Regions from separate parts of the Gossypium hirsutum genome. Here region 2 is linked to region 1. A link is a contact called in public Hi-C data. All regions are on one chromosome and are shown on one strand. Each heading gives the region's core, a stretch centred on a gene start, on an enhancer-like site or on the middle of the called end of the contact. The rest is flanking DNA. Distances are from core to core; before and after follow the strand shown.

Region 1 (2,524 bases), core at 9-2,508:
CCGATGGAGAAACTCGAGTCCAGTGCGTTGAGTGATGCTCCAATCGTGCTAATCTTTACAATCCAGATAGATTGGTATGGGGCAATTCGGCCAAAAAGTATTCCAAACGCACAGAATTGAGATTAAATGGATCCTATTAGCTCCGATGAAATTAAAAATAATGGTGGTGGTGAGATTAAAACTATCGATGAGAAATGTGTTTGGATTCAAATACATCGTATGCGGCGAGATAGGAAAAAAAAATTACAATTAAGGACATTAAATTAAAATGTGTATGATTTAATATCAAAATATTTTACAAATTATATTTAGGGTAAAGTACGCCGACAATTACTTAATTTTGATTAAAATAACAAAACAGACACTAAACTTTGAAATGTTACAACTCAGTCACTAAACTTTACGAAGATGACAAATCGGTCACTAACAGACATTTTACATTACAGACGTAATGAAAAGCTGAGGTGACCTGTTAACTAGCCATATTGGACGTTAACTAGCAATGGTGGAACCCAATTTAAGAACCTTAGCTGCTGGAAGAAGAAGCAAAAAAGAATAAATGGTGATACCCACTATTGATTTGAGTTTTCTCTTTCATTTTCTCTATTGATTTTCTCGACATCCAAATAATGGAGAGTTTAGCTCTCTGCGCCGCTGCTGCTTCTTCCAGCTTCAACCCCCTTCTTTTTTCCTATCCTCTTCTCTCATCTCCTTTTCATTTTTGGTAGCCAGCTTTTTCTTGTCCCTACGATCTATTCCAACCCTAAATCATTGACCAAACAAAAGTTGTGCCTCGTGAGGGTTTTGGTACAAAGAATTCATGTCTCTAGAAGTATCTTAGGTGCTCTCCCAATCGAAAGAAAACCTAAATTTCTCGCTAGGTTTAATAACCCTCATTTTAGGCTTTTTGGATCTGAGGTACTGCTCTTTAATTGCAGCTAGCTTATCCAATTCTTTTTCCCTTTCCCTCTCAGCTAGCTTATCCAACTGTGCCCACTCTCGAGCTTTGGCTTCCTCCTCCCTCTCATGTTCACGCTTCCTTCAATCGGATTCGCGATCCCTCTCCAACTATCGTTCACGGTTGCAACTATCGTAGGAGTTGGAGGAGGGCTTATAAGCAGAATAGTAATTAGAGGTATTGTTGGGGGTGGTGTTAGAACGGCGGAGGTCTTTGAGGCGGTGCTTCTACAGGGTGCGCTGTTCTTCAAGGAACTGGAGTGCAAGCTGTTCTTCTTTTTTTGGTTAAGGCCAGTCGATATGAACATGTCCAACGTGGCTTGGTAATTGGCCATGTCAACTATTCTGTTAGGCCTGTAACCGAAAATGTTAGTGGGGGATTGATTTGTCACTTTTTGATAATGTTAGTGACTGGTTGGTTATTTTTCTAAAGTTTAATGGCTGAGTTGTAATTTTTCAAAGGTTAGTGACTGTTTTGTTATTTTAATCAAAGTTGAGTGATTACCGGTATACTTTACCTTTATATTTAAATCAAATAATAGAATATAAATATAAATTACATTTATGCTAAATTATAAATGAAAATTATAAAAATATTTTTTTATTAAAATTAAATTACGGGTCCGTTTGTTTGACTGAAAATTGTTTCCGGAAAATAATTTCTGGAAAATAACTTACTTTTCTGGAAAAGCTAATATTTTCTGGTGTTTAGATGAATCTATGTAAAATATTTTCTATTGTTTGGCAAAGTTTTTGAAAATATTTTATAAAAACTGTTTTAAATGAAACAAACATACATTAGAATTTATTGTCTTCTCACCGTTTAATTGAGTTTATTTTATATCTATTAAATTTATATTTTACACAATGATTTATTTATAAATAAATACATCAAATTAAACATTAAGAACCAGTGCCAAAGAAAAGGATTCAAAGAGAAAAAAATCTATTACAAAAAGAAATTCCCTTGTCTAAGAAAATAGATTACACAAGAACATGTATACACAAGAATACATAGTTTAGACACATCGTCTATGCACAAAAGTACAAAATTCCATTTCCATACCAGTCATTTACATCCTACTACTATGTTAACATGATTATGACTTACAACAAGAGAGGTAAATAGAGAGACGAAGTATACATATAACTAAAATATTTAACACATATAATCATTCTTATCGTCAATGGGCGCATTTGGATGGAAGGCAGAGAGAGCACGAGCAAACTCTTCGAAACCTATAACTCCATTATGCCTTTGTATCAAACAAGTCAAATATCTGCAGTGAAATTAGAAATATATTGACAGCAACTCAAGCAATACTATGCTAACAAGAATTATTCTTTCAAGGATGGAGACATTATTAATTAACATTAGATAAAAATACCCAATCAGCAAATAAATTCTCCTTTTTTGATTGTTTTGAATAACGCCATTTGGAACTACTCCTGTCAAATAGTAATATAAATAAAACTTAACTATTACAAAGATGAAAGGGTAACAACCAACTCAAGACGAGGAGCGATCATCAAGCCAAAACAAACATAAGAAAAGATATCAATTATA
Region 2 (2,524 bases), core at 12-2,511, 790 kb before region 1:
TCCTTTTCATTTAAAGGAAATGTTAAAAATACTAAAAATATTATTATATTAATATTTAGCATTTAAGAATATTCCAAATTTAATAAAAAAAATTATAACTATTATCATAATAATTTCAGACTCCAGACATGAACTTATGAACTTGAAAGAATTCTATTCCAAATTTAATGCTATATTATTGGGGTTGGAAATTTTTTCAAAGAAGATGCTAGTTTTGAGTAATATTTTATTTATTTATATTAATTTTCTTTTAAAAATTTCAAACTGTTTTAAAATCTTTGAAAACGAAATAGTGGTAATTATGTAAGGGACATTTCATACTAGAAAAGCCAAAGCCTGAAGGAAAAAAGCGTTAGCTTTGGTTATAGGAACAATGCTTTAGTAGTAAATCCATAAACATAGTAATTTCAATTAGATTTCAAGTAATTTTATTCTTCAACTTTAATTATAAAAAAATTATTTAAATTATTAAGTTTATGAATATAGATATATAACAATAATATTATTTCTTTTTAATAGTTTAATATCACGTTAGTAATTTCATCATAATTTCAAAATTTTTATTTAAATTTAACTTTTTTAAGATGAAAATCCCAATATAGCATTAAATTATTAAAAAAAGAGATACAGATAATATAACGCCACTATTTCATATCATTCTTTTCAATAGTATATCACCTTATAATAATATTAATTATAGATAAAATGATGTAATTTATTTTTAACTATTTTAAGCATTCAATAATTTAATTTTAGTCTTAATCCCAACAATTTCTATTTTTTTATCTCCATCTTGCCTCTTATTGTTTTATGTAATTATTTTTTTAAAATAAAATTTTAAAGTTGATTTTCATATTTGTTGAATATATATTATGTTTGACTCTTTATATAATGTAATATATATATATATTTATTTTGACAATAAATCTAATAAAAGAAAAAAGAAAGAAGAAATATTGAAAAGAAAAAAGAAACACACTTAAATGAAAATTGGTAGCTAACTATATTTACTACAGTTTGGTCTTCTTCTAAAGTTTCAACTCCCATTTTATTGCCTGGTCCGTTGCCCCTTTCAAAGACTTTTCTCTTTCTCTCTTGATTTATGGCCAAACCCAGTGGACTCTCCATTGATTCAGATCCCAATATTTAACTGTTCTTAATTCCTTCCCCCCTACACACTTCCTCTTCAACAACAACAACGACAATCCCAAGTACTGCACCACCAGAGCTTCGATTCCCACGACTGTGTCTCTGCCCGCCATGGATGATGCTTCCACACCAAGCAGGTCTCCTCCACCACCCACCATTCAGTTCCCTGTTAATCCCAACTGTACCAACGATGAAATCCCCCGGAGGGTCATCGGCGAAATGGATTTTTTCTCCGAAAAGAATCATAAACTCGTCGATGATCACGTTGATGATTCCGATCATGCCAATGCCACCGACATCAATGACTCCATCGATCGAACTGCACTCGAGCTTAACGTTAACGTAAGTCGCGAACCCACTTTCAGTTTTGAATCTTTGAATTAGAATTCATATATAAATGTATATTTTATTGTTGAATTTCAGACTGGTTTGAATTTGTTAACGACGAATACCAGTAGCGATCAATCCTCAGTGGATGATGGTATCTCTTCAAACATGGAAGATAAAAGAGCTAAAAATGAGGTGACCCTTTTGATTAAAAACCGAAGAATTGGAAATTTCGATCGATTTAAGATCATGTTATAATTTTTTTTTACGTGCCATTGATTTGTTTTTTTTAGCTAGCGGTTTTACAAGTTGAGCTTGAACGGATGAACACCGAGAATCAACAGCTAAGGGAGATGTTGAGCCAAGTTACAAGCAACTACAACACCGTGCAAAAACATCTGGTCACCCTTATGCAACAACAACAAGATGGAAAACCTGAAAAAAACGATGAACAAAAGAAATCTAATGGAGGACTAATTGTGCCGAGACAATTTATGGATCTCGGTATAGCTGCTGCTGCTGCTGCGGAAGTCGATACGGATGAACCATCGCTGTCTTCGACGGAAGGGAGGAGTCACGATCTGTCCGGATCGCCTAACGTGGAGGTAGCATCCAAGGAATTCAGATCGAGGAAGCGTGGGAGTAGCGAAGAAGGCCGGGGAATCGGAAGAGAAGATAGCCCCGATGGTAATAAGGTTCCAAGGTTTAATTCTTCGAAAACTGTTGATCAAACTGAGGCTACCATGAGGAAGGCACGGGTTTCTGTTCGAGCTAGATCAGAGACTCCCATGGTATTTTCTAATTCTATCGAATTGAATTGTATCGAATTATATGATTTATTTTATAAGTTAAATTGATTTGGAATCTCTTTTTCTCAAAGATTACCGATGGATGCCAATGGAGAAAGTATGGGCAGAAAATGGCCAAAGGAAATCCATGTCCCAGAGCATATTATCGATGTACCATGGCCGCTGGTTGCCCTGTTAGAAAACAGGTTTTTTTTCATTCCTTTGGAAACTTTATATTCATTTTAATTAGGGATTGGTGA

What was found. A called contact is a pair of places that touch in the nucleus more often than the background predicts.
Region 2: a Hi-C map of leaf shows a contact between it and region 1, with 2.0 times the contacts expected there. The contact joins the promoter of LOC107955640 here to the enhancer-like site in region 1. A contact is called at or near these places in 2 of 34 Hi-C or Micro-C datasets (both in leaf).

What each region holds. Positions count from the first base shown.
Region 1 is chrA07:85,902,080-85,904,603 of Gossypium_hirsutum_v2.1, reverse strand. No RefSeq gene overlaps it. Among protein-coding and RNA genes, the nearest start is that of LOC107955684, 8.1 kb to the right of the region's middle. Within about 2 kb of position 1,258, at least 7 of the 9 cell types and tissues checked have an H3K27ac peak or open chromatin away from gene starts, as enhancers often do. A contact at or near this core is called in leaf, where this site is marked.
Region 2 is chrA07:86,690,473-86,692,996 of Gossypium_hirsutum_v2.1, reverse strand. It overlaps LOC107955640 (probable WRKY transcription factor 31), which reads left to right and starts at 1,261. Exons shown (of 5, transcript NM_001327643.1): 1 at 1,261-1,491; 2 at 1,573-1,671; 3 at 1,770-2,267; 4 at 2,357-2,470. The coding sequence starts at 1,261.